3 separate regions of the Mus musculus genome follow, and all the other regions are linked to region 3. The links are chromatin contacts, called in public Hi-C and promoter capture Hi-C maps. All regions are on one chromosome and are shown on one strand. Each heading gives the region's core, a stretch centred on a gene start, on an enhancer-like site or on the middle of the called end of the contact. The rest is flanking DNA. Distances are from core to core; before and after follow the strand shown. Region 1 overlaps Kidins220 (kinase D-interacting substrate 220). Region 2 holds the start of Id2 (inhibitor of DNA binding 2). Region 3 has its middle 82 kb from the start of Gm25564.

What was found. Promoter capture Hi-C pulls out the DNA fragments that hold promoters and counts their contacts. A called contact is a pair of places that touch in the nucleus more often than the background predicts.
Region 1: a contact with region 3 is called in a Hi-C map of cerebral cortex, with 5 times the contacts expected there. The contact joins two enhancer-like sites. A contact is called at or near these places in 4 of 484 Hi-C or Micro-C datasets (the G1E-ER4 cell line, cerebellar granule neurons and cerebral cortex).
Region 2: a promoter capture Hi-C map of hippocampal neurons shows a contact between it and region 3, with 12 times the contacts expected there. The contact joins the promoter of Id2 here to the enhancer-like site in region 3. A contact is called at or near these places in 1 of 39 promoter capture datasets (hippocampal neurons), 15 of 484 Hi-C or Micro-C datasets (the G1E-ER4 cell line, the N1E-115 cell line, adipose-derived mesenchymal stem cells and 9 more) and 1 of 115 datasets of contacts at active chromatin or transcription factors (embryonic forebrain).

Annotation. Positions count from the first base shown.
Region 1 is chr12:25,033,213-25,035,947 of GRCm38.p6, reverse strand. The region is part of intron 22 of Kidins220 (kinase D-interacting substrate 220); the gene reads right to left. Among named protein-coding and RNA genes, the nearest start is that of Gm36236, 59 kb to the right of the region's middle. Within about 2 kb of position 1,402, at least 70 of the 459 cell types and tissues checked have an H3K27ac peak or open chromatin away from gene starts, as enhancers often do. A contact at or near this core is called in cerebral cortex, where this site is marked.
Region 2 is chr12:25,094,658-25,097,424 of GRCm38.p6, reverse strand. It overlaps Id2 (inhibitor of DNA binding 2), which reads left to right and starts at 1,333. Exons shown (of 3, transcript NM_010496.3): 1 at 1,333-1,762; 2 at 2,051-2,114. The coding sequence starts at 1,415. The coding sequence ends at 2,107.
Region 3 is chr12:28,431,247-28,433,970 of GRCm38.p6, reverse strand. No RefSeq gene overlaps it. Among named protein-coding and RNA genes, the nearest start is that of Gm25564, 82 kb to the right of the region's middle. Within about 2 kb of position 1,405, at least 68 of the 459 cell types and tissues checked have an H3K27ac peak or open chromatin away from gene starts, as enhancers often do. A contact at or near this core is called in cerebellum, cerebral cortex, cortical neurons and 4 more, where this site is marked.

The sequences.
Region 1 (2,735 bases), core at 153-2,652, 3.4 Mb after region 3:
TGTCCAATGGGCCTCTCTTTCCAGTGATGGCCGACTAGGCCATCTTTTGATACATATGCAGCTAGAGTCAAGAGCTCCGGGGTACTGGTTAGTTCATAATGTTGTTCCACCTATGGGGTTGCAGATCCCTTTAGCTCCTTGGGTATTTTCTCTAGCTCCTCCATTGGGGGCCCAACCTGGGATTTTTCAATGTGACACCGTGGCTCTTCCCCCCCCCTCCCCCAGGGAAAAAGCTTTTTAAATAAATCACACAAACTAAAAAAGTGTCAGCACAGGTTTTTTTTCCTTTATAAAAGGCTATTTTCTATTGTAAAACTAATATATGCTTATTGTATAATAGATATGATAAAACACAGAAGGTAGCCTGGAAAGGATAAGATTTAGTCAATCAAATATAGTAATATATTTGTACTCTTTTATTGTATGTATGTGTATGTATGTATGTATGTGTGTGTGTGTATATATATAAACTCATATTTATATGAGTTCAAACCATAAATAATTTTGAATCAATCAGAAATTCTCAAATGTAAAAATAAGTGAATTTTAGTCATTAAAAACACTTACTAGACAATGTTACAATGATCAATATGAAATTGTCTTGAAAGTAAACAAATGGCCAGAATGTTCCAGTTCTTCTGGGTTCTCCCTACTAACCACCAGGGAGTAAGTAAGCTGATCTGAGATGTGTGAGCGAATGCTCCAGAGATAAAGCAATGAAAACCACAACGGAGATGCTCAAACAGGTGGACAGGAGAATTGGGAGAAGGGCCAGTGTCCACTAAGTGATGGGTACAGAGTGGATGGAGGCTGATATCACAGAATACAACTGAACAGGAAAAGGGAGTAGACTGTGTTGAACTTGACAGGGGCAAACCTCATAATCAGCTATATTAAGTAAGGAATCTGGCCAGTGTGAAGGAAGCAGATCACAGTTCCCAGGGAACTTGGGGAGGTGAGGAGGAGAGTAACAGGACCACGATGAACCTGGAGGAAACCTGCCTAGTGGTGGCATGGCCACCTCTCTGACTGGGAGGACAGCTCTGCAGACCTAGGCAAACGCCAGCCATGAGACCGCACAGCCTCCGCACACGTTTCCTATGGTAACAGCATCTCTAGAAGCTCTCCTCACAGCACTGGCCAGTTACTCAAGAGCCTGTGCTCCTGGGTGGCACTAGGGCTCCATTTTAGGGGAAAGAACATTTGCCTGCTCTTCCCAAGTGAGATGGAACCCTAAGATTAGCAACAGCTGCATCTTTTCTTTGGGATCAGCACTTTATTGCTGAGACCCAGTACTTGGCTGGTAGCCAGATATTAAAAGTCATCTGAGGGAAGATCCAGAGAACAAAATTAGCAAACAAGGAAAGAATGGGTGCTCGTGAGAAAACAGGGCGAGCAGTTCTGTGTGAGTCTCACAGACTCCTGCTACAGACTCAAACATGCACACAGCACAAAGCTCTTTAAGATACCATTGCTTTCAATAAAGTAAAACAGCATCCTCACTGATTATTAAGTACATTTAATGAGTAATGAAAACCTGGAAAACGATCACATGGTATCATTTGCAAACGTAGAAAAAACACTAGAAATGAAACAGTTAAAAAGGCAGTTCATTTCTCAGAAGTGTAACACACAAAAAGAAGAGGCTAGGAAGATTTAGATAAAAACACACAGCTGACAAGTCACATGAAACAAATTAACCGAATCCTAATGCCAGCGTTGCTTTCAGCCTGAATGCGAACAGTGTTCTCAGCGTGGCGAACAATGCGGCTGTTCACAAGCCAAACGTCTACTGCTGCTCTCCAGATTGGAGTCTCTATTCTAACCTTTTGAGCTCAATGCATTAAGCCCTTCTGTTAAAAGAGACGTTTATGTAAATGATAATCTTTTGGCAGTGGGCCATCAAAATCATATGGGCTTTTATTTTTCAGATATTTTTTCCAAAGGTTAGCATTTAAAGAATTTAAATAACTTCACTTTTCAATTAAGAGCAAATTTAAATTTTCAGCACTAGGAATCATGTGAACTAAAGTTGCCAGCAGTTAAATGGCCCACAGAAAGCATTTTTACAGTACAGGCATCACTGAGCTCCCAGGAAGCTTGAGTGTAGTTTCTTTTGATGCCACTGATCGAACAGCACTTGTTAATGCCAACATCCATGTAAGTTAAAGCATTTTGATGATAAATGACAGTGCTTTATTATAGAAGACACAAATAAATTACTTGGCAGAATTTACATAAGTCATTCCTGTCAATTCTATTCAAAGTAAGGCTCAAAATTAAATGGAAAATTTTATATCTTAAAGGTCCATAATGTATAACTTATGAAACGGACATTATATTTTTTCTGAAGTTGGTCATCTAATAATGTGATTATCCAATAAAGAATTAAAATTAAGATTTACCCCCCCACCCCACTCCACCTCCCAATTTTCACTCACTGATGATCAAGCCCAGGGTTTCACGAATGCTAGGCAATCCAAACATCTTTATAAGCTCTCATCTGCCTTGGAACTGTATTACACTTGAGACAAACTTAACTTCCAGACGACCCTCACAATAATACAGACAGAAAGGCCCACTCAGTGCTGGGGATGTACCTTCATGAAAGGGTGCTTGCTTAGCACCCACAAAGCCCTAGGTTCAATCACTAGCAATGAAGGAAAAAACAACAAAAGCCACCCACTGTAATGCCAGAGTCAGAAACAAAAGATACCACACAACTCATTTTAAAA
Region 2 (2,767 bases), core at 84-2,583, 3.3 Mb after region 3:
GGATTTTACCGCCTCTACATCACCGGACTCTGCCTCCTTAGAGAGAAGCCCTGGGGCACATGGCTGTCACGTGGAGGTCAGAGACCGCCTGGCCCACCAGCTGAGGAATTAATCATTAATTGAAGGGAAAATACTGTTTCTCCACACAGAGCTTTGCCTGGATTCTGCATTCTTCCTCTTTATTGCATTCAGAGGATGTGGGGGATTCAGACCAAAAACCCTTTCTTGGGCTTAACATAAATATTTTTTTTCCTTTAATACACGACTAATATATGGTAGTCTTCAGCAAAACAAGAATTCAGAATTAAAGCATTGGAGTCAAGAGCTCTAAACTTTTTCAAAATGTGGCTGCATCTAGGAAGGGTGCTGAAAGATTCCAAACCTCGTACGTAACAGAATTTTCTTTTAAAAACAGCGATAAGCTGTCAGTCAATAGCTAGGACCACCTACCTGACAAAGAGCTTCCCAAGAGCTCTAAGTGTTGGAATGTGACACCAGAAATCACGATTTGTGCATAATTAATCGCATCACTTTGCCACCTACACTGAAGGGCACAGACCAAGGGCAGTGTATGTAAATGTAGTTCCAGTGTGCAAACCCCACTAATGACCTTCGATTAATGGAGTCATTATAGTAACCCTGCCTCATTCTTGGGGGTGGGGGGAGTTCCGAATGCACCGGGTCCCTCGGGGCTCCTCTGCGGTCTGAGGGAGACCGCACAGTGTTCCTACAATTCGTGTCACTGAGTTTCCGAGAAGGCCTCCCGCGTTGCTCCAAGTTGCAAAGCTTCACGCTAAACCTGTCGTGGACGTGTATGTGGGTAGGTTCCCCCCCCCTCCCCAAATAGCTTTCCTTTATCTTAAAAGAAGGAACACTACAAATGTGACTTCCCAAAAGCGCGCTTCTTTTCCCTTCTGCCACGGTCGCTGTCTTCCCTAACGCTAGCGACCTGTGACTTCCCGTCTGCTGTGCGGAGAGAGTGGGGCTGCTGGAAGTCCTGGGGGCGGGTATAGCTAGCTCCGGGCACACCCCCGGGGCAGGGGTCCTGCCAGCTCTGGGAATTGGAATAAGGCGGGCACAATTGCACACTCAGGCCCCCTGGGCGCCCAGCGCACACTGTACTCAATTTGCCACCCCAGCTGGGCTCTCGCCCGCTCCTCCCACCCTACAGGCATTGGCTGCGAACGCGGAAGAACCGAGAGCTCATACTCACCAATGGGAGAATTCGCCTGGTATGATGGACGGGAGCCCTTCCACCAATGGCAATTCAGGGATGCCCGATTGAGCGGCCAGGGCGAGTGCACATAAAAGACGCCCCGCCCGGCTCGCGCTTCATTCTGAACCGAGCCTGGTGCCGCGCAGTCAGCTCAGCCCCCTGTGGCGGCTCCCTCCCGGTCTTCCTCCTACGAGCAGCATGAAAGCCTTCAGTCCGGTGAGGTCCGTTAGGAAAAACAGCCTGTCGGACCACAGCTTGGGCATCTCCCGGAGCAAAACCCCGGTGGACGACCCGATGAGTCTGCTCTACAACATGAACGACTGCTACTCCAAGCTCAAGGAACTGGTGCCCAGCATCCCCCAGAACAAGAAGGTGACCAAGATGGAAATCCTGCAGCACGTCATCGATTACATCTTGGACCTGCAGATCGCCCTGGACTCGCATCCCACTATCGTCAGCCTGCATCACCAGAGACCTGGACAGAACCAGGCGTCCAGGACGCCGCTGACCACCCTGAACACGGACATCAGCATCCTGTCCTTGCAGGTGAGACTAGCTTGCAAGTACGCCACTGCCCAGACGCTCCGGGTCTCCCGAGCTGTCACTCTTAAAGCCCATCGTAGAGACAGGTTCATTAACTTTATTTTTGAGGAAACTGTATATTGAGCGTCATGTGAAATCGCTACTTATAAGTTCTGTGTGGGTTGCATCTGGATCTGCGCTGTAGCATGATCCTGTTTCATGGGACTTGTTGGCACTTTTGTGAAAGGAGGAGGGGGGCTACCTTCCTTTAAGATTACCTAATATCCTGCCTTTTATCCTCTTTCTCCCCAGGCATCTGAATTCCCTTCTGAGCTTATGTCGAATGATAGCAAAGTACTCTGTGGCTAAATAAATGGTGAGTGTTGCGGGTGCCTCCTGTGTGCGCGTTTCGGTAATGTGCTTGTGTGTCTGTTAAATGTTTGGTTTGGTAAATGCATGCTTACTTCACTGTGTTACGGGTGCCGCTTGACTTACCACATAGGCATGAAGGGGCTTGTAGCTGTGGTTGCTCAGGACTACAGAACAGTTGCCTTTACAAAAACAGAAAAGAAAGAAAAAAAAGAAAGAAAAGAAATGCCAGTAACTTACTATGAAGGTGTCAGGACCAAGTGTGGCTGACTTTTATGAGCCCAGTGGCGGTACACTGAGGTGGTAACCTCAGCTGTAATTAATCTTATCGCCACAAATTCCATAGTGATTCTCTTTTCCCAAAACTGTAGTCCTCTGAGATTTCTCTGGCTAGCTGAAGACGGCTACCCCGAGCCTTACCCCTGTGCTCTGGGATCCAGATTTCCATATCTGTTAACTAAAGGGCTGTTTTCAATCAAATAATTGTTACAAGAAGCAGACTGGCGCCTGTGAGCGGGCTGTTAGAGATCCAAATAGGAGACTGGGTTTGGGAAGTTTTCCCCTGGAGTCTCCGCTATTTTCATGTTTAATTTGTGCTGCTGGGGCCGGGTATGTGTGCCGCATCTGGACGCCAGGGTTTGGTTAAATGCTCAAACTGTG
Region 3 (2,724 bases), core at 156-2,655:
GTGTTCACAAACCTCTTATTAACATGTTAGTTCAGCCATGTGACCCCACATGAGGTCATGCCCCAAAATTTAGAAACTGTAAATTAAGCTGCTGGCTAATTACACGAGAACAAATGATCCTTTTTTAAAAATTGGATATTTTCTTTATTTACATTTCAAATGTTATCCCCTTTCCTGGTTTCTCTCCTTCTTGGAAACCTTCTATCACATCCTCCCTCTCCCTGCTTCTATGAGGGTGTTACTCCATCCACCCACCCACCCACCCATTCCGAGCTCCTCACCCTTGATTGTCCTACACGGGACATCTATCGAGCCTTCATAGGACCAAGACCTCTCCTCCCATTGATGCATGACAAGGCCATCCTCTGCTACATATGCAGCTGGAGCCATGTGTACTCCTTTGTTGATGGCTTAGTCCCTGGGAGTTCTGGGGGGTCTGGTGGTTGATATGATCTTAAAGATTGACTTCTGACCATATGATACCTTGTAGGTGTAGATGGGGGAATTTACATCCAGATCATCAAGGGGAACTGTACCGTCCTAACTGCGGAGAGTGGGCTGGGGGAGGGAGGCAAAAACCCATCACTTACAAGAGATGAGAAATCCAAACCTGGAGGCTGGTCTGAGAGGTCAGTTACTCCAAGTGAAAAAGAGTAAAGTCAATGTCTCATTCAGCCCTCATGCCGAGCTGGAAGAAAAGATAAGCTAGGTAGGTCTCCCGTCCTCCGTAAGGCCATTGACTTGGCTGAGGACTTGAGGTCATCACCCAAGAGGAACAGTGAGTCTATCCATCCCTCTATTTGGACTTCTGTCCCAAAGTCTATCTATAAAGGAACTAGGGAAGCATATTTATTCTTCACGACGGTGGGAGGCTACATGGCACAAACAGAAATTGGGAAAACCCATTTCTGGGTACTGTGGAAACTGCTGTTTGCAGCCGCCTCATCTGAATCACCATGCACCAACCCTTCAGGGTGACTGGGAGCAGTTGTCTCTGGGACATGGCCAGGCAAATGGGTCCTAGAGCAGCTCTGAGTTCTGCTTCTTTTATTCACACAGCTGGTTCGCTCCTTGGAGCCTTTAGAGTGCCGTGTGTGTGTGTGTGTGTGTGTGTGTGTGTGTGTGTGTGTGTGTGTGTGTGTGTGTGAATTCCTATAGGTTTGAAGGGTGGTATCAATGATCTGGCCTGACATCTGACAAGTATTCTCAGCCTGACATCTGACAAGTATTCTCAGCACTTATCAGTTGACTGACAAAATGTCACCAAGCGTTTTTTTTTCTTTCCTGTTTTTATCGGGCAATGCACAAGTTGACCACTGGATGGCAATGTTTCCCCACGAACGCATCTTCTCCCCGCCCCCTTCCTAGTGAGGACAAAAGCGGCTGGAAAGTGGTCCAGGTGCTGCCATTCTGAGGAGCTTTCTCCTAAGTAGCCCATTTCCTCCTGGGAAGGGGAAAACCCAGAAGTCTCACAATTCAGAATATTTTTCTCCTTTCTGCAATCTACATGCAGAGCTTTTGTGTTTTCTTTCTTTTTTATTATTTCCTTTTTTTTTTTTTATCTCGCCTAGAGAAATTTTCATTCACTGTCACCAACAGATTTATTTTCACTCTGCCTTAGAAACTGAACATTCTGTTGGACGCTGGTCCACAGGAGAGCGCGGTTTCAGACACCTCTGTAATAGGAAGCGACGGTAGGCACTGGGGAGGATCCCTACCTGTGGTCGGTGCTGTGGGAGGCTCCTGGAAGCGGCAGTGAAAACCCTGATAGTAAATGCCGCCCAAACTGCTGGTTACTTCTGGGGTTTCCAGATGCCATGTGGACACCCAGACAGTTTCCCCATCCTTCTTGGAGAGTTGCTGGGGAATTCTAAGTCACAATCGAAATTCCTTAATGCCTCAGAGCTTTCAACTGAAGTCTGAGCTGATCAAATGGCCCAGGATACGCGTTTTCCCCTCGGCTCTTCCCTTTGTGCTTTGGGCACCTTAAGGTAGCATGAAGGGTCTTAAAGATGGGTTGGGCTGAGCCTTGCTCTGACTGCCTAGGCTTGTGCTTGTTCTTTGTGGCTTTCATGCAGTGCCTTGGGACCTAGAAAGGGACAATCTAAAGGCTGGAAGGAGCTTGAGAGTTTAGCCACTTCAGCTCTATTCTGTGTGTTTGTGTGTGTGTTGCATGCATGTGGATGTGCGAATGTGTGTGCAGGCACATATGGATGCCAGACCAGTTGGCTGTTTTCCTCTCTCACCTTTTCCTTTTCTTCCCTCCCTCCCTCCCTCCCTCCCTCCCTCCCTCCCTCCCTCCCTCCCTCCCTCCCTCCCTCCCTCCCTCTTTCTCTCTCTCTCTCTCTCTCTCTCTTTCTTTCTTTCTTTCTTTCTTTCTTTCTTTCTTTCTTTCTTTCTTTCTTTCTTTCTTTCTTTCTTTCTTTCTTTCTTTCTTTCTTTCTGACAGGGTCTCTCTGTATAGCTATCACCTTTTATTAAGGCAGGGCCTCCCACTGAATCAGAAGCTCAGGCTGTCTTGACAGCTCTTCTTTTGGATCCTTGGGATCCTACAATGCTGGCTTTACTGGTGCACTTAGCAAAGCCTAGTGTTTTCTTGGGTGTTGGGATTTCTACTCAGGTCTTCGTGCTTGCAGACCAAGTGTTCCTGCCTACTCAAGCCATCTCCCAAAGGCCCAGGTCCTTTGAGTTTTACATTTTAACTTTATTCTTTGGCAATTTAAC